7 separate regions of the Mus musculus genome follow, and all the other regions are linked to region 2. Evidence: chromatin contacts called from public Hi-C and promoter capture Hi-C data. All regions are on one chromosome and are shown on one strand. The core of a region is the stretch at or near the end of the contact, and the rest is flanking DNA. Distances in the headings are between cores, read along the strand shown. Region 1 holds the start of Ggnbp1 (gametogenetin binding protein 1). Region 2 holds the start of Luc7l (Luc7-like). Region 3 has its middle 6.2 kb from the start of Gm41555. Region 4 holds the start of Uqcc2 (ubiquinol-cytochrome c reductase complex assembly factor 2). Region 5 holds the start of Chtf18 (CTF18, chromosome transmission fidelity factor 18). Region 6 holds the start of Kifc5b (kinesin family member C5B). Region 7 holds the start of Bnip1 (BCL2/adenovirus E1B interacting protein 1).

Region 1 (3,490 bases), core at 822-3,321, 780 kb after region 2:
CTCACTGGCCCAGAATTTTTTATTTTTGAGACAAAGTCTCAGGGCTTATTTCACAGTTTGTCCCCAGGGCACCTCTCCTTCCAACCACTGCTTGGAAGTGAGCTGGGGTCTCTCACAGTCTCCCCAGTGTACCTCACTGCTACAGCACACAGTGTGCCAAATCACACCATACTCTTTGGTGCTGTCTTCTTTGGTTATTGGTTTATTTATCTACCTACCTACCTGTCTATTTGTTCATTTCAGACAGGTTCCCTCTAGGCAGCCTGAGGAAAGTCTTGTATCCCTGATCCTCCTGACTCAGCCATTGGCTGGCTGGTGTTATAGCCACACCCAAGCCCGTTTTCCTCTTTGACCTGTCTCAGAGTTCGGTTAGTTCCTGAGGCAAGACCTTTCACTTTCAGTTTGCACCCTTTCAAGAGTTCCCACCCCTATGTGGGCCACCTCCATCACTGCAGGAAGCACTCTTTGAAAAGGGGTGGGGGAGGGCCGGCTCCCCTTCACCTCCCTCTTCATTGATGGAGACAGGGTGAGCAGACAGACCCTCCTCTTGCCATCCCTGAGAGCCAGGCCTCATCAAGACAACCCTCTGCTGGGCATAGTCTACCCAACGGCTCCTTCCGGGATAGGGTGCTCTTCCTGGTACCTTGTAATCCCAGGCCAGCAGGGCCAGGGGACGCTGACTTCATCCACATCTCTCTCTCTCAAAATAATAATAGTAATAATAACACCACCCTGGAGGCTTACTGTTAGAGAGCAGGAAGAGTCTCAGAAAAGCCCTCCACAGCCAGTGCTGCCCTGGCCCACCTGGCCCCCATCCAAGTCGCCTTGACTTCCCATTATGTCCACTGGCTGGGCCCAGGATGCATGTTCCTCACAACCGACCACTAGGCTGTACCTAGAATCATTCTGGGGGAGGACTGTCCGTGTCCTGGTACAGCAGGGAGTATCAACCGTATAATTTCTGTCTCTGTTCATGACCTTGACCCTCCCCTCCTTCCACATAAAAGTCCAGGGCCACCAGAACCGGGCAGGAAGGGGCGCTTCTGATGTATAGCCAGAGGCCCTGTGTGAACCATGCCTGCAGCTTCCCTTTCAGAACCTCCCAGGGAAGCCACATCAAGGCCTCCCTCCTCACCGGGTTGCCGATGGAGGTTTCTGCCCCACCCTGGGCCAGAATTGCCCAGGATTAGGACGGTGGGATTTGGCACTGGCTGCCCGTGTACCTGAATGACTCTGCTCCAGATGTGGGATGGCTCAGCCGTGCAAAGACGAAGACCCCGAAGGGCTTGCTGGCTGCTTCCAGGGGCCAAGGTTTCAGGCCTGACTGGCAGGAACTGGTATCAGTGGATTCATGGTGCTGGATGCCGCCTCGGGTTGCCTCTTGGCCCAGGAAACCTCGCGACTTTGTGACCATAGAGGAGGTCCCAGCTCCCGGCAATGACCAGCTCCCTCTAGAGGAAGTTCTCGGTGGCCGCCGGATGCAGGCGCTCAGGGAGGCTGCTGCTTAGGGGAAGGTCCTCGGCCGGGCTTGGAAGCAGCTACAGCCTCCCCTGCCTGCCCTGTCCCAGCCAAGGGGAAAAGCGTTCTGTTTTCTGCCTTTCCTGTCTCTGATTCCCGGGCCTCCTCTTCCATCTTCTCCCTCTAGTGAAAAGCAAACCACAGACAACAACAAAAACCAGGATGAGCTGACCTGCAGTCCCAGCGTTCAAGAGGCTGAAGCAGGAGGATCATGAAATAGAGGCCAGCCTGTGCTACTAACACCCTAAAAGAGAGGAGGAGGAGGGGGAAGGGGAGGAAGAAGAGGAGGAGGAGGGGCAGCTCAGAATTTGTGCTGTCCTAGATCCCTGCAGCCTGGCAGCTGCAGGGACTGATCTCAAACCCAGAGTAAACAGGAGTTTATGGATAGACAGGAGCATATGATGTCCTGTTCTCAGCGTGTGCACCCTCCTCCCCCCCCCCCCCGGCCGCCCTATCTGCCTTCAGCCAGGCTTCCACAGCCTGTGGGTGCTGTTGTGTTATGTCTCACCATCCCTCAATCTCCAGCCTTCCTCTGAGACCTGCTGAGCTGGACCCTGGCTAGCTCCCTCTACCCCTCTACCCGCTTTCCTTCCAGTAGACCCCCCCCCACCAGCCTCCAGTTATAGCCTCCCCCCACCCCCACCTCCTCTTTGCCTTCTAGAACTTCTGGAAGTTTCCAACTGGAGGTTTCTGCTAGCAGTTGGTCCTGGGCTGGCTGCCATGGCTTCTCCCTGAGTCGGGGTCCCACTCAGGATGGCAGCCCCGGCGCGGACCCCTCGGTCACGGATCTTAGGCTGCTCCTCCATGCTGCGCTTTCTCCGAAACCTGGTGGGGAGTAAGGGCGGTTCTAAGAGCACTAACAAGCCCCTGACCAGGAGCCAGCCCAGCTCCTCATGGGAGCAAGATGTTGTCTCCCCAATGATGGGCCACCAGGGAGGTCGTGGGAGGAAGGAGCCCCGGGCCAAGGTCCACTCTGCAGCTTCCTCTAATGGGAAGAGGGAGCCCCCGCCCAGGGTTCTCTCTGCAGCTCCCTCCAACCCGAGGCATGATGCCTTTGAGCTGGGCACTGGGGACTCAGGGTCCCAGACCCTCACCTCCAAGGATGTCCCGAAGCTAAGGGCCCAGGGTGTTGAGGTAACATCAGTTCCTCTCAGAGGAACCTGGGAGGTTCTGGAGCAGCTACCTGAGAAGAAAGGAGAGGAGGAGGAGCCAGTAGGGGAGGTCTCCGGGGCCTCAGACAGGTGAGGGGCTGGTGCTGCTGGTGCTAGGGCTGGTGGGGTAGCCTGATCTAGCTAGAACAGAAGGAGGATGCAGGCATGAGGGCCATGACTAGAAGCCCACAGCTGTAATGGGCTGGGGTAAGGGGTCCTGAATAGTGAAAGCCATGAGGGACAGTTAAGGGTCCCAAGGGAGGGAGGGTCAGCAAACAGGGCTGTGTGAGGAGTGGCTGGGAACTGAGGTGTGGCTTCAGAGTGGAGTACCGCCTGCCTAGCACGGTCCAGGCCTGGGTTTAGTCCCCAGCACAACAAAACACATTGGTGGCACACATCTTTCATCCCAGCACTCAGGAGGCAGAGGCAGGCAGATCTCTGCATTTGAGGCCAGCCTGGTCTACAGCTAGGGCCACACCGAGGGGTATCTTGTCTTGAAAAAACAAAGAACAACCAAAGAAAATATCCTAGAGGCTAGGAAGGGTGCACTAGAGTCTGGACAGAAGTACGCTGAAGTAGGCTCTGCTCCAGCCTGTACCCCTACTTTCCTGCCTGGCTTTCTCTCCCACTGGTCTTAGCAGCAGTTCCCTGTCTGGAAGGTGCCTAGCTCCCCACATCCTATGTCCCCCAGAGGTGGTAGGGAAACCCCTCTGTTAGCTATCCCAGGGAACAGAGCAGGTCCGTGGAGAGACTCAAGGTAGAGTCAGGCCACATTTGTGGGTGTCCCCTGACCCCACCTGACTGTGGCTTTGGGTTTAGGG
Region 2 (3,843 bases), core at 169-2,668:
AGCACATAATTGCGCTGGTGAGATGGCTCAGCAGTTAAGAGCACTGACTGATCTTCTGGAGGTCATGAGTTTAAATCCCAGCAACCACATGGTGGCTCACAATCATCCACAATGAAAACAAATAATAAAGAACCTAGGGGCTGGAGCAAGAGGAAGAAGTCGAGCGCGGGTGGGGGGGGAGTAACAAAATAAATAAATAAATAAGCATGTAATTAATATGACTTAGCATTTCAACTTTCACTGAAATAAGCAATATAGTTTTATAGAGAGTAAATGAAGAAATGGACCAAGTGTAATGGCATGTGCTGATAATCTCAATGGTCTGGAGGCTGAGCAGCAGAGGGATAGCAAGTTCAAGTCCAACCTGGCCTCTGTGTGTGTGTGTGTATGACTCTGTCTCCAACAGAAGAAATGGAGGCAAGCACATTTGCACATTTTTGTAATTGCAGCACTTGGTAAGGAAGGGAAAGTGGGAGGGTCAGGAATGCAAGTCATCTTTGGTTTCATAATAAGTTCAAGGTCAGCATGGACAACATGAGACTATATTACACAAACAAAAAGAACTGAGATATAACCTAGAAATTCACTTATCATTAGGTTTTTTTTTTTTTAAAGATTTATTATTATATGTAAGTACCCTGTAGCTGTCTTCAGACACTCCAGAAGAGGGCATCAGATTTCGTTAATCTGGACCTTTGGAAGAGCAGTAGGCGCTCTTAACCACTGAGCCATCTCGCCAGCCCCCTTGTTTTGTTTTTTGAGACAGCTTTTCCCTGTGTAACTCTGGCAATCCTGCAGCTTGCTCTGTACCATCAGGCTAGTCTCTAACTCAGAGATGTGCCTGCCTCTGCCTTCCCCAGCGCTGGGATTAAAGGCCTTTGCCTCAAGTTTAATTTATTTGTTTGACTAAAGTCTCATTAGAGCAGAGAATTTGATGTTTCAGGAACCAGGATAAAAATTAGTGGTGGAGTTTTTAATCTAGTCTTTTTTTAAAATAAAGATCTATTTATTTTATTTATATGAGTACACTGTAGCTATCTTCAGACACAGCTGAAGTGGTTATCAGACCCCATTACAGATGGTGGTGGGAACTGAACTCAGGACCTCTGGAAGAGCAGTTTGTGCCTTTAACCGCTGAGCCGTCTCTCCAGCCCTTTTTTTTTTTTTTTTTAAAAAAAAAAAACAGGAGGTAGGATCTTAGTCTCACAAAGACCACGCTTCCACAGGGTAGCCTGACACCCAGGACGCTGGCCTTGAACTACTCAAGCCTGATCCTGGGGATTACAGGCATACCACGACCGGCCAAAATCAAGCTTAGTTGATCTAGTCTTTAGAACGATTTGCGACCGTTCCACTCAGCGACTCCTGTACACTTCCCGACAGGCCTTGCATCAACGCCAAAGAACTTCCTCCCAGCATTCCCCGCGGCCGGAAAGCGCCGTGCGGGCTTCAGGCTGATAGGAGCGTCTTTCCTCGTCGCTGTTTGCGGCTTCTCTGGTCGAGTTGTGCGGAGCTTCTCGGCCGTCCCCACTGGCCACCATGTCCGCCCAGGCGCAGATGCGGGCCCTGTTGGACCAGCTCATGGGCACGGCTCGGGACGGTGAGTCTGAGCGGTGGCCCAGGCTCTGGGCGGGGTGGGAGCAAGGCGAGGCCGCCTGGAAGCCTGAGGTGAGGGCCGTGACAGCGTGCGTCTGCGCGGGGCGCCATTTTTCTCCCCTGCTTGCTGACCCCAGGCTCGGGGCCTTTGTCTGATCTGCTTGGCCTGCGAGTCTCTCGCAGCCGCCGCGTTCTACTGGTCCGGGCTGCCTCCTTCCTGAGAGTCCGATCCGACGGTGGGGCTCTGTCCCCTTCTCGTTTTCCGTCATGCGAGTTCCTCTTGGTCGGCACGGCGGCTCGGCGCCGCCGGGCAAACTGGAGCGTCGGCGAAGGGCTGGAACCAGCGCGGGCTCCGGGGTGCTGGCTGCCGGGTGGCGGAATTTCTCTGATACTCTTCGGAGGAGAGGCGATCCCCGAAGGAGCTGGACGGGTTTCGAAAACCCGGGCGTTCTTGCTCCATACGGTTACACGGGGAGCCGCAAATGAGCATTTCTAACGTGGGTTCCCTCCGCGTACTTTTCTAGTCTTCCCTCCCTTCATTCCCCTGCCTCACAGATTAGCCTCGGTTTAGTCACCTCTCGGCATTCATTAGGTAGTTGGTTCAGTAAGGAGGCGTGCAAGATCATGGTGGTGTCTCAGGAAAAAGCAGTTGCATCCTAGCAAAGCTAGATCCCTGCTGTGGTTTGTGTTTTCATTTTTACTAAAGTAATAAAGTTGTAATTTCACACTGGCACATTTCACAGGGCTGTGCAGATTCTTTGCACCATTTCATAGGTCAATACGTGCTTTTAGCTTTCTTTGTATGTTGAGTTGCTTTTGAATTGCTTCCCATATTTTTATTTCATACAAACTGAACAATTGTGGCCCCTCTATTTTATTTATAAAGGTTCAGTGTATCTTTGCCTGCCTACATCAATCTGCAAGGGAGTTGCAGAAAAGCCTCATGTTCATCGAGCCGTGAGTCACAACCAATTTCTAAGCTGTTATAACAAAAAAGTGTTTGCTTTTTTCCCACAAGTAACTTTAAAAGTGTAGTTTAGAAAGAAAACATTTTCAGTAAAAAGACACGACATTAATCCTGGATGCTTGCCAATCCTGAAGTATATTCTCCCTGACTATTACACAGCACTGTGTCCTGTACACAGATAGCCTTAGAATTTGTCACATACCACTTTGCCTTTACTTTTATGTATCATTCCCCGACTTCCTTACTGCAGGTGTGGGCAAGAAAACTTTTCCTTTAAAACTTTTCAACAGCGGGCATAAAATTCTGCAGCTGAGTTCTTGAAGATTGCAGATGGGTACAGTATGTGTTGGAGTTCACAGTGTGTATTGACTAACCTGATTCCTTTTTGCTTTCTTTGGTATTGTCTTGTTAAAAGTGACTCCCAGGTGCCAACTTTCCTTTTTGAGGGTGGGGATGAAAGGGGAAGAAGAAGAAGAAAAGGTCTAGAGATATTTAAGTCAGTGATAGAGCTTGAAACCGTTCTTCCTCTTGTAGTTTTTTTTCATAAAATACTGCCTATTAATTTGATTCTAACAAGAAAATCAGATTATTGAATAGCTTTGGTTGGTGGAGATTGGCAGCTGTAATGATCCGCAGTGGATTCATGGCACTCATTACACCCAGTCTTGATGGGTCATTTGCCCACATGTAAATTTGGGTGGATGCCTTCTGGTGCTCACTCCTACTTCTGACTCTGTTCTGCGAATTAACGGTGGAGTTAGATGTGGTTCAGTGTGCTTCTTCATAAAAAACTTAGCTTAAAAACTATTTGTATTTTATTCCAATTGTAAATATCTTTAGCTCAGTTTCTTAGTGTATATGATGGGAAGAATACAGAAACACTAGTCTGCAAATCGTCCAGGTGTATTAATTTTGCCAGATAGCCTTGTGTAGTGAATGAGATAATACTTTATTTAAAACCACAAATGAATTTCAGGAGATGAAACCAGACAGAGGGTCAAGTTTACAGATGACCGTGTCTGCAAGAGTCACCTTCTGGACTGCTGCCCCCATGACATCCTTGCTGGGACGGTAGGTGCATTCCAGACCTTTGTGATTAGATTACTTAGAAGGAGTGCTACAGTAGATGTTTTTATATATATAATAAAATACTGCATATATGTGTATGTATGTATGTATATATATATATATGTATATGTATGTATATGTATGTGTGTGTATGTATGTATATATATATATATATATTGAACCCAAGAGAGAGATTTTGTCTTTAAAAAATT
Region 3 (3,314 bases), core at 530-3,029, 640 kb after region 2:
TACAGTCTAGGCTCAGATGACAGAGACAGAATTGAGCTCTGGATGACAGCTGGACTCGGAGCTGTCAGTCTGTCGGCCAGGGAGGGTGGACACACTCCGGGCTTGCTGGTTCTGCCTAGAGAAGCTCGGCCCTGACGCTATGCAGAACCTCTATTTATAATTTCCCGTGATAACAGGGCCATTCATCCGCGCTGTTGGCCCTAATTGCGCCGGAGCGGGGGATGACAGCTTAATTATGAACCTCACAAAAATTGAACTTGGGCTGTATCAACAAAGTCCAATCGCTGTCACTCAGGGGTAGCTCTTTGCCCTTCATTGTGGCAAAGGGCACTTGGAAAAAAAGAGAGAGAAAAGAAAAAGAGAAAGAGAAAGGAAAAGCTTGGCCGAGTTCCATTTCCAACAGACTTTTATTTTCTGGCTCCAAAGCATCCCAGTTTGGGAGACAGAAAGAAGCCCTTTTCTGTTTGCTGGGGAGGTAGCTGGCTGGTCACTGCCTGGTTGGAGTGGTGCCCCCCCACCCCGGAGATTCGGGATATGAGCATTAAAAAGGGGTCTTGGGGATTGCTTGTTAGGGATTGAAAACCGGGTGCAATTCAGCCCACAGATGTTTTATTTGGCAAGCAGAGTTTTCTTTTTTAAACTTTAAAAAACGTTGTGGTAAAATCTACATCGCACAAAATTAGCCATTTTAGAGCCCTCAGTTCCCTGCTCTGTGACTTTTACAGTATGGCCACCAGCTGTCTCCCAAGTGTTTTCACCACCTCAGAAGAAACCTCTGTACCCGTTAAGCCCCAATTTCCTGTTCTATCCCTCCAAGGCCCTGGCCAAGGCATTCTGGTCCTGATGTTGTGGATGCAGCCACTGTGGCCCTCAGTGTCTGGCTTGGCACCACATCTTTCCCTCCCGAGGGAGGTTCCTTCACACTGTCTCAGCACAGGAGAGGCTTTGTCCTGGTTCCCGGCCGCCTTATGGAGACACAATTCCTGGCTGTGTCGTGCATGAAGCCTTCTCTACTTTCTCTTCCTTGTCCACGGTCATCCATTGTGTCACCATGTCAGAATCAAATGAGTTGTCAACAGTGAGCTGAAGTTCACAGAAGAATGGAACAGCTTTACAAGCCTATGCGTCCCTGCTACCCAGCGCTGGGAGTCTGGCTGCCCTGGCTAGACATGAAGGAACAGAGGCTACTCAAGCCACTGTGCCCGTGAAGATCACAGGGTGACAGTGTCTAGGGAGAGCCACCTTCTTGCTCCCCACCACTGTTGGCTTTTTCTGGCGGGGAGAGACAGTAAGGATCAGGAATTCTGTCTTAAGGGAGGTATGACCCCTGCTCATGGGAGGCCCTGCCCTGGTGTTTGGTTACTCTGTGCTTTTGCCCTTTGTGTTTCTCTTGAGAGACACACCAAATACTTGCGTGGTCTTGGTGGGCAGGGTCTGTGCTGTATTCTCTTAGGCTGAAGATCTGGCTGTGTTACATTAGGTGCCTAGATCAGGCCCAAAGGACTCTGTGGGAAAGCCTGCCTGGGCTTCTAAGTAGGGAAGGAGGGATTTGAGTGCTTGATGTGGCTGCACCTGAAACCCTGATGGTTTTGGTTTCCTGCTGGAGATGGCAGCCAGGGCCTCACATACATTGAGGAGCAGTCTTTACTGAGCTGCACCCCCAACCCAGCTCTTTCTGTTGTATAACTCAATTTGGCAGCACATTGTGTTGGGAATGTGTTCTGAGACATGCAGTTAGGCAGTCTCATCACCATGGAAACATGCGCTTACACAAACCTAGATTGTCTAGGTCAGGCACTAAGCACGAATGACTCCTTGATGCCTCTAGGGAGTGTGCAGTAAATCCAAATGGCTGGGCTGCTGAGAGCACGGCATGGTGTTATGCACTCGAAGCCGACAGCAGAGACGGAGCTGTGGCAGCCACTTACCACAAGCACTGTGTGCAGACCACAATCACAGTGGCTGTCCTTTGTGATCCTGCCAGTTGTGCAGGTTTGTTTACACCAGCACAGCTACAAAGTGCAGCCTTGCACTGGCTGTATCACAACAGGCATGGCCACAAAGGGCCCTCTTCTACTATATTCCTATGGGACCACCATCACATATATGGGCTTCTTTCCTATTTCTGTGATAAGACACCATGACCAAGGCAACTTATAGAAGAAAGAACATATTGAGGTCTCTCAGTTTCAGAGGCTGAGTCCATACATAGCATAGCGGGAAGCATGGTGGCAGGCAGGCAGGTATGGTGCTGGAGCTGAGAACTTACATCTGAGAGCCAACCATGCAATAGAGAAAGCTAACCAGGCCTAGCGTGGGCTTTTGAAACCTCCCAGCCCATCCTCAGTGACACACCTCCTCCAACGAGGCCACACCTCCTAAGCCTTTCCAAACAGTTCCACCAACTGGGAACCAAGTATGTAAACCCATGAGAGCTTTCTCATTAAAACCACCATATGGTCCATTTGTCACCTGGAGAACAAGCATAAATTTTATCTTTTGTCCCCTTAATGTAGTTTCATTAATCCCCCGAAGTCTACAAAACACGGCTTGCTGTTGTCATAGTTACTGGTCATTTATGGAGGATGGGATGGAGGTTAGGGAGGTGACTCCTATTTTGAGTAGCTGGCCTTGGCATTTAACAAGCATAAACACCTGTGCACCTGTGTTTAAAGTATCCAGGAAAGCTGGAAAAGTTGGAATCGTAGGGAAATACACTGAGAAGCCCATCACTCACAGATCACTATCCCTGAAGCTGTAAGAGAGTTTAAGGTCCATTCACATTTTCTGTAGTTCTGTTTCCCCCTGGCAGAAGTGGAGAGTCGTTCTTAGCATCTCCCTGAGTCCAGGGACGTGGGGAGGCCACAGGCTCCAGGCCACTCTGCTGCTAGAACTTTGTCCTGAAGGCTGCTGTCAGTCTCCTCTTTCACGACGGCCCCCCTTGTTCATGCTACCACTAGGTGGCGCTGTGGAATACTGACCAGCTCCTCTAACTGGATGTGAGAGGGAGACTACATGGAAGGACACCAGCTGTGAACACGCAGCTGCTTAACGTGTGGGTACCACTCAGGGCAAGTGAGGAGGGTGTGGACCCTGCAGAGAGAGGACTGAAAGTCGCAAATCAACGAAGGGGTGATCATGAAGAGCTAATAGGAAGGAGGGCGAGACAAGGAGATGGTGGGAGTTCTGGAGTTGCCTGGGGAGGGGTCAGGGGTGAGAGAGGTGAGGTGGTGGGGGCTTGGGCCAAAACTCAGAACAGTAGTATAATGGCAGCAAAAAGCTACCCAGAGGCTGGAACCTGAAGAGGGACTGAA
Region 4 (3,795 bases), core at 34-2,533, 880 kb after region 2:
ACCACCACCGGCATCTCTCTCTTCCGGTGCTACCACGGCAGGCTCTCTGCAGCTCCTTGTTCCCCAATGCCAGAGCACCAGAGGAACCTTTGAAAATCAGGGCACGTCAGTCCCCTGACTAAATGTCCCCGGTGGCTTCTCCCTTGCTTCCTGGTAAGATCTGACCCCTAGTGCAGGTGGCTGGGCAGTTAAAAAGAACCTAGGTTTGATTCCTAGTACCCACATGGTGGCTCACAACCACTTCTAACTTCAGTTCCAGGGGATCCAATGCCCTCCTCTGGCCCCAGTGGGCACTGCATTAACAGGGTACAGAGACATATCTGTTGGTAAAAAAAAAAAAAAAAAAATCTGTATTGTGCCTGGCTCCTGCCTTCCTTCAGCTTCAAATCTTAGCTGTAGACATGCCACTCACTACCCGTAGGCTTGCTTTCTTTTCTGTAATATGTCAGTTTGGTTTCCTCTGAAGTGCCTGGCCACCCTTCCCGAAGTGCAGTCAGTGTTCACTGTCTCCCTGCCTCGAGACCGACCTATGTGTAACTTCCTCAGGCAAGCCTCAGGAACCCGACTAATGTTACATTTACCACGATCAGAGTACTCATTGGAACTGTCTTATGAGTCTATTTGTTCCTCGTGTCCTGAATAAGAATCCAAAGGCAAAAGGAGAAAGACCTCATCTAATTCACTGCGATTTCCCTGGAAACTAACCTAGTTCTATGCATGCACATGGCCGTGCTTGGTAAGGTAACCTAAACCTGAGTGGGGCGAGAAGGTCTACTACTCACACAAGGGACCTGTGTGGGAGACTCAGTTTCACAGTGACGGAAGGCAGTGAGGCTTAGCTGGAGGTGTCTGGGGATAGGCTGGGCTCGCAGACACATTAACGATGGTAAGGAAGAAACAACCCCGCCTTACAATTTGACTCTTTAGTGGCATCTGGACCTCAGGGCCGCTTCACTGACTACTACACTGTGCAGACAAGGAAGGAAACTGCGCAGAAGGCGTCGCACTCCGCAGCTAACTGCAAGATGGGTACCTCGCGCACGTGCAGCCTGGCAGCGGCCGACGCATGCGCAGATCCCCCACCCTTGCCGCCCATCGCTTCGACGTGCCCACCCTCCTCCCCTCCGGTCACCTGGGTGTTCTCTCCCTCCCGGAAGGCCTGCGCTACCCGCTGCCGCAGGTAAGCGCCCAAGTCCCGGCCCCGTTTGGTCTCGTCCACTGGCCATTCCTCACAGAGCTTAAGGAAACGCCGGTAGCGGAGAGCGGCCATCTTGGGCCCCGCTTGCCCCGCCCCTGGGGGGGAGTAGTCAAGACCGCAGAGGGCGCGTGCGCACTAAGGCGCACTGGCCTTCCCCGTGGACATGCGCAGTTCTACCAACGGCCCACACCCCTCCAGGCAGCGGCGCTGCTCACCTTTGAGAGCGAGGTCTGAGCTCTTCAGCTTCTTGGTTCTGGTACTCGCCCAGCTCCCAGGGGCAAAGCTAACGCGGTGTACCCTGGGGAAAGCTTTGCTCTTCGTTTTCAATGACTTCACAAGCTCGAGACTGAAAAAGCTTCCCCCGAGACCTCTGCTGTTTTGCATAAACGAAACATTTGCATGTAAATACAGGTTGTTATTGGATGGATATGTGTTTGATCTTAACGTCCGTCGTGTACACATACACACACACACACACACACACCGTCCGTCGTGTACACACACACACACACACACACACACACACACACACACACACACACACACACACAGCTGCCCCACTCACACTCATCACCCTGTACTTATCTCTACCACATGGACCTCTGATAGAGTTCTTTAGCTACATCTCCAGCCTCCCGGTCACATTGCTCACCACATGGAGCGGTTTCTTATGAAGAACCAAAAACATTGTTGCAGCCTGGAAATCTTTAAAACAATTTTTTTATAGTGTGTTTTCTTTATTCTAATATGTATGAGTGTTTACCTGCACCATGTACATGTGTCAGTTCTGGGGACCGAACCTGATTCTCTGTAAGAGCAATAAATGCTCTTAATAACTAATTTCTCTAGCTCTAAGAATGAGTGTTTTTATTATGGCAAAATTTAACATAATATATATATCACATGGGTATCATATGTGTGTGTGTGTGTGTGTGTGTGTGTGTGTGATTTTTCTTTTGAGAAAGAAGGTTTCTCTGTGCAGCCCCAGGTGTCCTGGAACTCACTCTGTAAATTAGTGCTCAATGAATGAATGAATGAACAAAGCCACATTCCAAACTAGGTCTGTCAGACCCTAATGTCTCTCAACATTCACAACCTAGGGAGCAATTCCTGGGGTGGGGGTGGGGCAGCTCACGGGACTGTCTGTCTGGCCAGCCCTTGCAGTGTAGCCGGTAGAGGAAGGGAGACCACAGAAGGAGGCAGTGGGCACGAACTTTCCCTGGCACCCTGGCACCTTTCTCAACCTCTTACCACACTTGTACCTCAGGTGGAAGGGAGAACCATTTGCTGCCATCAAGTTACTCCCCCTACAGCCCAAGACAGGGCAAGGGGTCTCGCCACCCCTGACTCCCAAGTTGGCTGTGGCCAGGCGAGTGCTCTTTAAAGCCATACCTGGGTGGGCCCTTGTGGCTTCCAGCCCACCCGGGGCCCTCAATGCCTGGAAGTAGGGAGTAAATGAACCTCAGGAAAGCCACCCAGCTTCATGGCTAACACAGCTAAGGTGAGGCTGTGTTGGGGCTTGGAACATAATGGGGTGATCAGGGAAATTTTCTAGGGGCATGCCTACCAAGCGCCTCACCTTGGCATGGCACTCCAGCCAAGGTTCCCTTTCCTTACCTCGGGAACTGTGGAGAGTGTTCCCTGTTTAAACCACCCACTGATCTGCTCAGATTAAACCCCTCCCTCCGCCTCCTTCCCACCTCCGCCCAAGACCTGCCTCCTATTGCTACTGAGCCACCCCTGATCTTCCTCCCCCATTTCCCTCTACAGCTGGGTAATATTTCTTTCTCTGTATTCCACAGTGCTGCCTGACACAGCCAAGCTCTGCTTCTTTCCCCACCGTGGGGTGGGGAAAATGAGAAGAGAGCTCTCTGGTAATTTTGCCAGGAGAACATCAGAGATCACACACTAGCACGGGATGTGTGGCTAGGCAGTATAGAGAACCATCCTTTCTTTTCTTCCATTTCATTTTGACTTTATTAATCTGTTCTTATTTATCAGTCTAGGTGTTTTGGCTGCTGGTATAACGTGTGTGCCTGGTGCATCAGATCCCTTAGAGAGTTATAGGTGGTTGTGAGCGGCCATGTGAATGCCAGGGAATTAAATGTGGTTTGGTTTGGTGGTGGTGGTAAGGGAGGAGGTTGAGACAGGGTCTCTCTGTATAGCCCTGGAGGTCCTGGGACTTGCTATGTAAACCCAGCTGGCTTGGAACTCACAGAGATCTGCCTGTTCTTGTCTCCCAAGTGCTGGCTATTAAAGGCATGGGCCACCATGCCCAATTCCATCTCCTTTCCTGTCCCCATGTTTTGGTTATGTAGCTCAGGCTGGCCTCAAACTTGAGAACCTTCTGCTTCTGCCTCTGCCTCTCAAGTACGGCAATACAAGGCTGTGCAGCTGCCAGGGTACACACTGCAGATTACTAAAGTAGACCAGGCTATCCTTGAACTCACAGAGATCTGGCTACCTCTGCCTCCTGAATGCTGGGGTTTAAGGCACATACTACCATGCTGAGCTAAATGTAAGACTTTTTTTTTTTTTTTTTAAGTTATCAAGGATTTTTAAATGGTGACAGGCTGGGAAGTGGTGGCACACACCTT
Region 5 (3,754 bases), core at 576-3,075, 530 kb before region 2:
GCAGGGGGCCCTTCAAGCACAGCCTCCTCTCCTTCAGACCTGAGGCTGAAGAGAAGCAAGTCCTGATTCACCACAGAGGGAACACAGTGACCATGCCCACCAGATATGTCCAAACTGAAAAGGGTTCCTGGGGTGGGACATGTGTGAGTCACCTGTGTAGAGTGTCTGAAAGCTGTTGGGCATCCTCCAGCAGTTGTTGCCGTCTCTATAAAAACAGGATAGGCTGAGGTCAGGACAAGTCCAGCCAGCACTAGACTCAACACATAAACTCCCCACTCCACTAAACCTACCTTGCTATCAACTTGCTCCTTCAGGGAGGCGAAGGGGACACCCAGCAGGTCCAGTTGGCCACAGCCTCGCCAGTGGACATCTAGAAGAGGGTTCTGGGCAAGACAGATTTATCATCTCTATAACCCTCCCAGGTCATGGAGGCATCCACAGTGCCCTTCTCTCCCCACCCCCCAAAAAAGGCTGACAGAGGGACAGAAATGACCTTTCCTAATTAGAGAGGGGATGGATATGGCCCTCAGATGGGCCTGGTCCAAGGGAAGTCAGCTTTAAGGTGAAGAGGAAAAGAAAAACAGAAAGCTAATATATGGGGTACAAGGCGGCACTCTAAGGCCACGTAGCCTCAAAAGTAGCACTGCTGTTTCCAACACTGGACTACCTGGCGTGCCTGTTTCTAGCAATTCAGATAGGTGAAACTGGCCTCAGAACCTGCTGAGAGCCTATTGGCAACATAAAAGAACCAATACCATGGCAAACCCCATGCTATGGCCACACACCTGCACCCCAGGGCCTATGAGGTCAGCCCGAAGCACCAAAAAGGCCCGTTCTCCACTTGTGGATGTCACATTGATATAATCTTCTAAGATAGGAGGCCGTCTCAGGACAGGATTGCGATTTCGGGGACTTGGCAATGTCTGCATGAGGTCTTTGTCAGCATTAGCATCTGAATACCTAGGAGAGACAAGCAGCTCCCTGTCACTCTCAAATGGGGTGCTTGACCCACACTCACTCCTCTTGCCGTCCCATAGACATCCACTTCCAGAGCCTCATGCAGGGACAGGCAGCTTTCCAAGTCAGAATTACATGCCCTTAAGCAACACACCCAGCATCCAACATCTCAGGGAAGACCTCTGGACTCGGTGGAGGGGTAATGTCCCCAGGAGGGGAATCTGGATATAAGAGCTCCTCCATATCTGGCTCAAAGTTCAGCTTCTTCACCACGTCCAACCTGGGTCGTTTGACCATGGGGCCTGCAGAGACAGAGGCAGAAAGAGGTGAAAGAATAGAAAACTGATCCTCAGAATTCCCCGACTTTAAGTGCTCAGTCCCCAATCGGACATACTGGAGGGCGCGGGCTGGTCCCTACGAACATTCTTTCTAGTATTGCGGTTGACATTTCCTGGCGACCCTGCAGGGCAGGGACGCGGGACAGTGTCCCCACCAGCGATGGCCTCTTCGAAGGTTAGCGGAGGGCGGCTCGCTGGAGTTTGGAGGGTCCCAGGAGGAGCCTGGTCCCGTGTTCCTGCTGAGACAGAGGTTGATAGCAGCAACACACATTAAGAAGCGAACTCCCAGCCGTTACCAATCCCATCCACACAGCTCTCCATGCTGCAGCAGGATGCAGCCACGACCCAGGACCCGCGCCCACCTTCCAGCTCAGCCAGCACTTCGAGCTCAGCTGCGAACTGGTTTTGGAAATCATCCTCCACACCATACAGATCTTCCTCGTAGTCTTCCATGGAGCCAGACCACAACTCCCACAGCTCAGAGTCCCTCAGAACTTCCCGCGCCGCCGCCACCGCGCGCTACCCCGCCCCGAGAGCCTCCAATACCGCCAATCAACAGCCGACGTTCCCAGAGGCGCCCGCCATTGGCCAGCGGGGAAGGGCGGGTCTTACTCCCAGAGGGCGGGAGGAGAGGAATAATAGTTCAATGGTTGGAGTGGAGGATCAAGAACGCTTTCTATTGGCCTGTACAGTAAGTAATCCGTGGGGGAGGCGGGGAAATAGGTGGGACTAAAAAAGCGCGTGCGCAGACTATTCGGGTAGGGCCTTACCATTCTTCAGTGGGCGGAGCTCCAGGCCCGGAATGCCATTGGCCAGTACGACCATCCATTAGGAAAGTGGAATGGGCAGGGTGAAAAGGCGGAGCTGCGCGCCAGCCAGGCCAAGACCTGGTTCCTAGTATAGGGAAGCGAGGTTGGATGCAGAGCTGAGAATTGACATCCTGGTCCCTTGGCCCTGTTGCAGGTAAGTCCTAAAGGGTCTGCCTGTGGTCACAGGCTGGTGGGAGGCAAGTTAGGGAGCGCTTGAAGTCCTGGGTGGTCCTGGGCAATAACCTAGCGTGAAGTGTGTAGGCGTGAGCTGGACAACCAGGCTGTTTATTCCACTTCAAGTCAGGGAGAGCTCCCTAACCCTGAGTCCATGGCAAGTCAGAATCACCTGACCTTGGCCAGACTCCCATTCCGGAGCTGACACCCCTGGCATGGGCCCTTGTGGAAGACATAAAGGGTTCCAGCAGGTTCTGGCCCCAGTAAGTGTGTACAGTACTTGAAGACCAGGTCAGGCACCCTCCTACCCCAGGCTCACTCCCACCTGCGTGCAGCCCCACCATGGAGCCTGGCAGCATGGAAAATCTGTCCATCGTGTACCAGAGCAGCGACTTCCTGGTGGTGAACAAGCACTGGGACCTGCGCATTGATAGCAAGACCTGGCGGGAGACCCTGACCCTACAGAAGCAGCTCCGACACCACTTCCCAGAGCTGGCTGACCCTGACACCTGCTATGGGTTCAGGTACACAGCCAACATGGAGAGCCCCACTGCAGCATCCTTCCAAAGGATGCTGGGACACTGGACTCTGCCACAAAGGTGCTAACCAGAGCACCACAGGGTCCAGCCACTGCTGCTCTTCTGCCCGTTCCCAGGTTCTGCCACCAGCTGGACTTCTCCACCAGTGGGGCACTGTGCGTAGCCCTGAATAAGGCAGCTGCGGGCAGTGCTTATAAATGCTTCAAGGAACGGCGAGTCACCAAAGCCTACCTGGCACTGGTAAGTCCTGGCCAGTTCCTGGGATGCTGTGTGGAGACCCAAGGCTCACAGCCTACTCCAGCAGGCCTCTCAACTGAAGCTCCGTGCCAGGCTTATGTGCCTATCTAGAGCTCAGCCACATTCCTCTCAGAGATGACAGTGTGGCCCAGTGAGCTGCATGTGATGTCCTTGCTCGACAGGTCCGAGGCCATGTCCAGGAAAGCCAAGTGACGATCAACTATGCCATTGGCAGGAATAGCACGGAGGGGCGGACGCATACCATGTGCATCGAGGGCACTCATGGTAATAGTGGTTTGTTGTGGGGGCCATGGGCATGTCTCCAAAGCCTGCGTGAATGGGAACGGCCAGACAGGTGGAAATTGGAGTTGGCTCAGGCTCTAGGGCTGGCCCAGTGGGCCCTTACACTTTAGTTTTCATCTAGGTTGTGAGAACCCAAAGCCAAGCCTCACAGAGCTGCTGGTCCTGGAACACGGCCTATATGCTGGTGACCCTGTGTCCAAAGTGCTGCTAAAGCCACTTACAGGTATGTCCAGGGCAGGAGTTCATCATATAAGAAAGGACCCCGAGGTATAGGCATTGTGGCCTGCCTGGGTCTATACTAGGTGTGCGGGCAGAGCCGATAGCAAGATCTTTGCTGGTGTTTGCATGTACCCTGGCTGTCAAGCTGATCTCTCTGGCTAGATCAAGGGTCTCCCTG
Region 6 (3,862 bases), core at 1,131-3,630, 660 kb after region 2:
ACCTTCGGAAGAGCAGTCGGGTGCTCTTACCCACTGAGCCATCTCACCAGCCCCCAAGGCAAGTCTTATAAAGAACAACATTTAATTGGGGCTGGCTTACAGGTTCCTAGGTTTAGTCCATTATCATCCAGGCAGGCATGGTGCAGGAGGAGCTGAGAGTTCAACAACTTCATCTAAAGGCTGCTAGCAGCATACTGGCTTCTAGGCAGCTAGGAGTAGGGTCTTAAAGCCCACACCCACAGTGACACGCCTACTCCAAAAAGGGAACACCTCCAAATAGTGCCACTCCCTGGGCCAAGCATATACAAACCCTGACTATTGGCAAGGTTAAGCCTAAAGCAAATAACTAAAACAAGTATTTGTTTAAAATCAGGTCTACCTAATAGAAGGATTACATATTGCCTCTCAAACCCCTCAGAGCTCTGCTGACTATTGCATTTACGGTTCCCCTGACCACAAATACCAGCTCCTGATAGCAGCAGGAGGCTGTCTCCAAAGAAGATTTGCAGCAACTCACTCCCCTGGAGCTCGCTTCAAGTGTGGTACTACTGACCACTGGGCAAAGAACTGCCTGCTGGCAGGGCCTGCCCAAGTTGTTGGGTTGACTGTTTCACCAAGGTGAGTCCGTTCTCCCAAGTTCTTTCTCTGCAGAAAAATCTCTCAGACCTTCTGGGTGTGGCTGCTGCAGTCTCCAGCTGCTCTGCCTGACAGCTGAAGACTGACCTAGCCCCCAAAGAAGCCACTGAGATCACATACTGTGAGGATCCTGGGCTGGCTGGGGGTAAACCTCTGTTATTCTAATTGATACATAAGGAAGATATTTGTTTTCCCTTTGCTGTCCAGATGTGTCCTTCTCAGAGCTGATAGCCTTGGAGCTCTGGCTGCATCAGAGTCCTTCCTGAGCCAGCTCCTATCCCAAGGCTGCAGGGGCCAGGTCAGTCCATCCCATGTGTAAAATCTCACAGGTTGGTTTACCTTGCTGTCAAGCTTCATGCCAAGAAAGATAAACTCCCAAAACAGGTTTCAGTAGAAGACAAACTCATATTCTATCACACAATAAAACTTTTGCTTTTTTTCTAGAAAGTCACTAGGGAAATACTGTCTAGTTTAAAATTATAACCAGTTTGTAAAATTATAACCAGAAATTTTTTAGTGTTCCCTCATTAACATTTGTAGACTTGGAAACATCTCAAGTAAGAGGGCTGTAGATTTACAACTTGGTGTCAAGAAACATACTGTTTATTTACCCAGTTATGTATGTATGTGTGTATGTATGTATGTATGTATGTATGTATGTATGTATGTATGCAGGTATGCATGTGTGTATTTCTTTATTTAAGACAGGGATTCTCTACAAAGCCCTGGCTGCCCTGGAATTTACTTTGTAGACCCGGTTGGCCTTGAACTCAAGAGATCTGTCTGCCTCTGCATTCTGAGTACTGGGAACTGGGATTAAAGGTGTGTGCCACCAAGCCTGGCTTATAGTTTTGTTTTGATTTTTTAATCTAAAAGATTGTTTATTGACCTGGGCATGGTGGCACAGGGTAGCCCTGGCATCTCTAAGTTCAAGGCCAGCCTGTTCTACAAATAGAATTCCAAGACAATCAGGGCTACACAGAGAAACCCAATCTCGAAAAAACAAAATAAATATATAATTTATGTTATTTATATATATTATATATGCTTATATATAATAGGTATTATTGAGTATATATTATGTATATGTGTAAAGATATGTTTATGTATATAATACATATTGTTTATGTATAATATATATTATTGGAGGCAGGAGGGGCACAGAAAACTTTGTGGCGAATTAGTTCTCACCTTCCACATTATATGAGTTTCAGGGATAACCAGTTTGCTATCCTCCCGGACCTGCTCTAGACTTATGACTTTATTACATCTCCAGATATGGGCTCCAATTTTTCTTTTACTTTTTTTCTTTTTTGAGGACAGGTCAGCGCCATCAACCAGCTCCCACTTTTCGGACCTGAGAAAGCGGACCAAGAGCAACCTCGGTTTAACAGTCTCCAGTCTACAGGTTTGTCGAGGAGGTGTGCAGGTTCAGCAGCAGCCGCTAGGTGGCGCTCGCTCCGCCCCGACACCGCTCAGGCACCTTTGCACATGCGTATTGCCTCCCCCACGCCACTCCTCCACACACGCGCACTTCTGACGCAACCAGAGGCCTAGCTCCGCGCTCCGGAGGGGGAGAGGGAGAAATAAGGAAGAGCGGATCCGGAAGTAGGATCCAAGGGGTCTAGTTCTCTTGCTCCGGCGGACTAGAAGAGTCGCGACTCAGGGGGCGTGGCCCCGGAGGCGGAGGGCGCCGTGATTGGCTCGCGACCGCAGCGCCGGCGCGGATTGGCCTCTGCGGATTGAAGTGCGTTGACTGCGCGGAGGTTGAAATTCAAAAGTGACTGGTGTGGCGGATTGGCTTGGCCGATTGGCCTGGCGAATTGGCCTGGCTCCGACGTTTTGCGGCGCGAGCCCTTGAGAGGACGCGGGTCTCGTCACCCTGCCTGCTGCCTTTGCATCCCTTCCTGTGCGGACCACCATGGACGTGCAGGCGCAGGTGAGTGCGGCGGTGACGGCCTGGCGCCAATAGCGGAGGACGCAGGCCGGCCGCCCGGAGACCCGAGTCCCGGGGACAGGTCGGGGCAAGCCGTCCTGCAGGGGAGGGTCGCACCGCCTCGCGCCCAGGACACCAGCGGCCGAGTCAGTGAGGGCACACACACACACACACACACACACACACACACACACACACACACGGCGAGGTCCCAGGACAGTCGCTGCGACGTTGGTCCGCCATTCCAGTCGTGCAGGCGCTACCATCCCGTGTCCCTTATCCCCCTCCAGCATTTCCCATTTCGAATTCTCAAGCGGATTCGACATGTTTGTGCTTCTCAGTTCTTGCAGATCGCCTTGTGGGAGAAGCGAGGGTTCTGAGAGAAGCCTTGTCGCTTGTCCGCAAAGTACATTTCTTGCTGATATCCTGTTGTGTTGCTGCTGGATCGAGATAGAGGAAGGGGAGAGGAGAAATGGGGGCATCGGCCCAGAGGATCCTTATTCCCTCGCCTGCCTCTTCCTTTTGCTCATTTGGACTGCTGACTAGTTTATGGGGGTGCCCTTCTCCACCACAAGCATCTGAGGCGTATGTGTGTGGTAATTAATGGACTGATCTCTCTGGTGTCAGGAAAGACCGGCCTGCATTCTTTGTTTACCAGCATTTCAGTCTAGACTGACTCACAGTCGGTGTTCAGCTTGAAGAGACTTTCTGGTATACTCACAGCCAAAAGGGAGAGCACTGCACTGTGACAGGTGACAGTTAAAAAGTAAAATAGTTTTTCTCAGATTTGTTCCTGCAGTATTTGCCAAGCATCTTCTGGCCCTGCACAGCTGTACTTATGTAGGAGACAGGAGTCCTAGCTACCAGTGAGCTGACAGTCCCTGGGGAGACAGACATAATACAATTTGTATCTCTATTGGGAGGGAGTGAAGGACTGTAAAGGTTCAAGCAGATGGAAGGGGAAGAAGAAAGCTAGGAGGAGCAACATTAAGGTACGAGTTAAAACTGGAAGGAAGAGGTCTGTGGTGCAGTGCTAGGGAGCATCCAAGAAACACACCTGGGTCTATAATCCCCTGAACCAAAAGCAACAAACCATCCTGAGGTCCGTTGTGCACCTGAGGTCACCTGTGAGGAGGCTCAGACCAGAGCTTGGAGATTCAGGCCATTGATACATTGTCTCCAAAAAAAAAAAAAAAAAAAAAAAAAAAAAAAAAAGAGGAAAACAAACCCAAAAGAAGCAATATATATTTGATCTAGTAACCTGAAGCTGGTAGCATGCCCAAGTATAGC
Region 7 (3,321 bases), core at 797-3,296, 530 kb after region 2:
TATCATACAGAAGTCTCTGTATAGAAACATTCAGAGCGTGAGTAGACGGGCAAGTAGAGTAGAGTTTGAAAGTAGTCTGGAATACACAGAAAAACAGGATGGTCAATGTGGCATCCAGAACCGAAGTGAAACAAACGGGGGGCCCTTTAGTGTTGAAGCCACTAAGTAACCTAGAAAGTGTGAAGCTGGTTCTGCGTCTCACACTGTGAACCACATATATTTCAAAATGGCTAAGCATACAAGTGGGTTTTTAAAGAATAAGCAGTAGACAGACACGCTGATCCTTGTAGAAGAGGAAGGACTTTTTAACATAGACCCAAGTCCAGAGTCATGAAGATCTCCCAATGCTATGCAAAATTATGGAAATTTAAATCCTCTTTAAGGCAAAAAAGCACCATCAGCAAAGTCAGAGTCTACAAATTCTGCAGCTCATGTGAATACTAATCTCAGTCTCATTCATTATGAGAGATGCAAAAGAAAGGAGTTTTTTTGAAAAAGAGACAAAATGATAACACCAGTGTCAGCACACCAAGCTGGTAGGGCTATAAGGAAATAGGCATTTCCACAGTTTTGCTCATGCAGTGTAAACTGATATAACCAGTATGACGAAACAGGCTTCACACCACAGTCCTGGCTGGCTTGGAACTCATGGGGATCTCCCTGCCTCTACCCCTTGAGTGCTGGGATAAAGTCATATGCTACCACACCCAGATAAAAAGGATATAGGAAAGCTTGTGTGGAGCTAAAATGCATGTCTAGTAGCTGCGGTGTTAATCAGTGCCTGTAATTCCAGCAGTTCTAGGTCATCCTTGGCTACATAGGTAGCTGGGAACCAGCTTGGGCTCTGTGAGACCCTGCCTCAGAAAAGCAAAGAAAATACTTAGGGCCTTTCACCTGTCCCGTGTGTTCTGTCATCGTCCTCCACCCCCTCTTCCTTCCACTTCTATAGCCTAACAAATCAAGTGCAGCTGCTGGGCAGAAGCATTTCATAGAAAATGGCCGCACGTAGGGAAGTAACTCCCAGAGTGTTTCTTAACAGTACATGTATAGCAACTAGTGAGCACTGAGTTCAATGCTACATTATCAACACCTCATTCCATCCTCTAGGTGACCTAACTTAGGAGTGATGCTACTGAGGAAACTGATTACAAGCCTGGAATCCAGGCCTTTGATACTTGCAGCCAGCTACTGAGCACCTTTTAGGAAGTGGGTGGTACAGGGTGCTTTGGGACAGGTAGGCGTGGAGACTGGGGGCTGTGTGTGCAGTTTGAGAAAAACATTTTAAAAAGAGGGAACCCATATCCAAGACGACAGAGCCTGGAGAATCCCGGAGGGTGGGGGAAAAGTGTCCAGTGGTGTTGAGGGCTTAAGAAATAATAATTTTAAAAAACACTACCCTTCTTTGAGGTTTGCACTGACATTGTTTCTATCACACCACACAGTCAGAACTACTCCTATGAGATACTTGGAATCCAATTCTACACAAAGGGCAGGACCAGAGCCATAGAAATGTGTAAGGACAACAATGCAGGATCATGGTTGTACTAATGGAGGTGCCCCAGTGACCTGTATTTAAGTCTGCACCTTTACAAGTTTTGTGTCTTCCTCCATAATGCATACCTACTGTATACATTTTGCTTTAAATTTTAAAGAAAAAAAATGTAACTTTGGTGACATCCGAATTGATCCTTTTTTTTTTTCCATCCAAAAGGTCACTAGAATAGCGGGTTGTTGTTGTATCTCTAGTACTGGGAACAAACCTGAAGGCCATGTGGCATGCCAGCCTATCATCACCTGAGTTGTATTTTCCCCTCCCCCCCACCCCAACTCTAATGGTTCTTCATAATCACATTCCACTTTTCCGTTTAGTAGGAGCAGACCAGAGAAGCTGTGCGTGTTCTACGTGACAAGAAAAGTTTCAGGTCTGGACTCTTGACCTGGTTTGATCCACACGGGGTCTCCCGCAGCATCACATTTGAAGAAGTACGGAAAGGCGGGCAGGAGCCACGTGAACGCGTTCAAGCTTGGCTGCTGCCGCTCGCCGTAGCCGCATTTCCAACATGGCGGCTCCCCAGGATGTCCACGTCCGGATCTGTAACCAAGAGATTGTCAAATTCGACCTAGAGGTGAAGGCGCTTATCCAGGTACAAATTCTTAGGCTCCTGTCCGGCTCTCGATGGCCGCCTTGACATCTTCCAGAATATTCGCGCCTGGTCCGGTTCCAGGATGGCTCCTAAGGCACCATTCGGTCGGTTCCCCGAGATCACTGACCTTCAGGCTTTTCTTTTGTGAACTGTTGGTTTGCCCACCCCTGAGTTACCCTAACACGCCGCTCCCTTTCCTTGGACTGCAGCCGTGCTGGGCTAGCCCGCCCACCCGCATTCTCGGCTGTAGCCCCGCCCCACCCCTCGCCCTGCTCGCCTCCCACGCCCACTTCCCTAAGTTAGGGACCCTGAGGCACCCAAAGCCACCTGGCCCGACAGTCCCTGCCCGAAGCTAACTAAGTTAACCTGGGACGTGGTTGTAATTTTTTGAACAAAGAATTCAAATATTGTGCAAGATCCTGGGTCAGAAGGCAGGCAGTGCCAGTATTAGGACCTGGATGGGGAAAGCCAGCCTAGGAAAATCATTTTAGAGCTTCCCTACCCGGAAACAGACTGGAAAATGAGGCGCTTATCTGGAAGCAGGTCTTAAGTAGGAGACAGTAGTGCAGGAACACAAGCAAGAACAGGGAATGTAGAAATGGCTCCAGAGTTTGGCAAAAAGAACCCAACCGGCTCAGAATACAAGCTGTGACAGCAAATAAGGAAAGGGTAGGGGTGTGACTCCGCTGGTGAGGACTTTGCCCAGCACTGGGTTCGCCATCCCCAGTGCTGCATAAATGGGCTGTGCCTAGCTGTTGGGGTAAGCTTGGCTTTACTAGCCCCTATAAAAAGGAGCATGGAGAGTAGTGCTCTCTGGTAAGCCAGATGTACACTCTGCCACATTAGCAGTTTATCCTGTGCTGTGAGGAAGTGTTGATTTTGTGAGTAAGCTAGAGAACAGGTAAAGAAACGCCGCAAACTTTACTCCTGAGATGTGCAAACAAAAAAAATGGGCCAATTCTAGAAAAATAAACAAGATTTATACAAGTGAGATTACCAGAGGCTGGGGGTAAATTTAGCTCAGAGTAGAGTTAAAGTTTAGCCATGTGCAAGGCTCTAGTTTCAGTCCTCAGAATGCACATGTAAATACATATACATACATAACACAGAGTTGCTAGGGTAGTGGCTCTAGCACTTGGGAGGCATAAGCAGGACCATCATGCATTTGAGGCCAGCC

The links. Promoter capture Hi-C pulls out the DNA fragments that hold promoters and counts their contacts. A called contact is a pair of places that touch in the nucleus more often than the background predicts.
Region 1: a contact with region 2 is called in a promoter capture Hi-C map of liver, with 3 times the contacts expected there. The contact joins the promoter of Ggnbp1 here to the promoter of Luc7l in region 2. A contact is called at or near these places in 6 of 39 promoter capture datasets (the HPC-7 cell line, hippocampal neurons, liver and 3 more), 1 of 484 Hi-C or Micro-C datasets (muscle stem cells), 1 of 115 datasets of contacts at active chromatin or transcription factors (pancreatic cancer cells) and 1 of 9 other capture datasets (liver).
Region 3: a promoter capture Hi-C map of hippocampal neurons shows a contact between it and region 2, with 3 times the contacts expected there. The contact joins the enhancer-like site here to the promoter of Luc7l in region 2. A contact is called at or near these places in 10 of 39 promoter capture datasets (the 3T3-L1 cell line, 3T3-L1-derived adipocytes, the HPC-7 cell line and 6 more) and 6 of 115 datasets of contacts at active chromatin or transcription factors (astrocytes, embryonic limb bud, embryonic stem cells and 3 more).
Region 4: a contact with region 2 is called in a promoter capture Hi-C map of pre-B cells, with 2.9 times the contacts expected there. The contact joins the promoter of Uqcc2 here to the promoter of Luc7l in region 2. A contact is called at or near these places in 4 of 39 promoter capture datasets (the C10 cell line, liver and pre-B cells), 1 of 484 Hi-C or Micro-C datasets (B cells), 2 of 115 datasets of contacts at active chromatin or transcription factors (pancreatic cancer cells and pro-B cells) and 1 of 9 other capture datasets (liver).
Region 5: a contact with region 2 is called in a Hi-C map of CD4 T cells, with 6 times the contacts expected there. The contact joins the promoter of Chtf18 here to the promoter of Luc7l in region 2. A contact is called at or near these places in 1 of 484 Hi-C or Micro-C datasets (CD4 T cells) and 2 of 115 datasets of contacts at active chromatin or transcription factors (craniofacial prominence and pancreatic cancer cells).
Region 6: a contact with region 2 is called in a promoter capture Hi-C map of hippocampal neurons, with 5 times the contacts expected there. The contact joins the promoter of Kifc5b here to the promoter of Luc7l in region 2. A contact is called at or near these places in 5 of 39 promoter capture datasets (embryonic stem cells, hippocampal neurons, liver and 1 more), 2 of 484 Hi-C or Micro-C datasets (CD8 T cells and embryonic stem cells), 3 of 115 datasets of contacts at active chromatin or transcription factors (astrocytes, bone marrow-derived macrophages and pancreatic cancer cells) and 2 of 9 other capture datasets (liver and macrophages).
Region 7: a contact with region 2 is called in a promoter capture Hi-C map of liver, with 4 times the contacts expected there. The contact joins the promoter of Bnip1 here to the promoter of Luc7l in region 2. A contact is called at or near these places in 6 of 39 promoter capture datasets (the 3T3-L1 cell line, the HPC-7 cell line, cranial neural crest and 2 more), 5 of 115 datasets of contacts at active chromatin or transcription factors (astrocytes, bone marrow-derived macrophages, embryonic stem cells and 2 more) and 3 of 9 other capture datasets (adipose tissue, liver and macrophages).

The regions. Positions count from the first base shown.
Region 1 is chr17:27,027,188-27,030,677 of GRCm38.p6, forward strand. It overlaps Ggnbp1 (gametogenetin binding protein 1), which reads left to right and starts at 2,072. Exons shown (of 6, transcript NM_027544.2): 1 at 2,072-2,759; 2 at 3,489-3,490. The coding sequence starts at 2,272. It overlaps Bak1 (BCL2-antagonist/killer 1), which reads right to left and starts at 1,440. Exons shown (of 6, transcript NM_007523.3): 1 at 1,224-1,440.
Region 2 is chr17:26,251,492-26,255,334 of GRCm38.p6, forward strand. Luc7l (Luc7-like) reads left to right here and starts at 1,419. Exons shown (of 10, transcript NM_028190.3): 1 at 1,419-1,600; 2 at 3,540-3,634. The coding sequence starts at 1,540.
Region 3 is chr17:26,892,787-26,896,100 of GRCm38.p6, forward strand. No RefSeq gene overlaps it. Among named protein-coding and RNA genes, the nearest start is that of Gm41555, 6.2 kb to the right of the region's middle. Within about 2 kb of position 1,780, at least 47 of the 459 cell types and tissues checked have an H3K27ac peak or open chromatin away from gene starts, as enhancers often do. A contact at or near this core is called in hippocampal neurons, where this site is marked.
Region 4 is chr17:27,132,608-27,136,402 of GRCm38.p6, forward strand. It overlaps Uqcc2 (ubiquinol-cytochrome c reductase complex assembly factor 2), which reads right to left and starts at 1,284. Exons shown (of 4, transcript NM_026063.2): 1 at 1,133-1,284. The coding sequence starts at 1,270.
Region 5 is chr17:25,725,590-25,729,343 of GRCm38.p6, forward strand. It overlaps Chtf18 (CTF18, chromosome transmission fidelity factor 18), which reads right to left and starts at 1,826. Exons shown (of 22, transcript NM_145409.2): 1 at 1,658-1,826; 2 at 1,352-1,531; 3 at 1,112-1,259; 4 at 786-960; 5 at 291-383; 6 at 153-205; 7 at 1-45. The coding sequence starts at 1,748. It overlaps Rpusd1 (RNA pseudouridylate synthase domain containing 1), which reads left to right and starts at 2,128. Exons shown (of 6, transcript NM_028009.4): 1 at 2,128-2,258; 2 at 2,614-2,802; 3 at 2,934-3,057; 4 at 3,237-3,339; 5 at 3,479-3,580. The coding sequence starts at 2,621.
Region 6 is chr17:26,914,711-26,918,572 of GRCm38.p6, forward strand. Kifc5b (kinesin family member C5B) reads left to right here and starts at 2,381. Exons shown (of 11, transcript NM_053173.2): 1 at 2,381-2,575. The coding sequence starts at 2,558.
Region 7 is chr17:26,779,033-26,782,353 of GRCm38.p6, forward strand. It overlaps Bnip1 (BCL2/adenovirus E1B interacting protein 1), which reads left to right and starts at 2,047. Exons shown (of 6, transcript NM_172149.5): 1 at 2,047-2,144. The coding sequence starts at 2,061.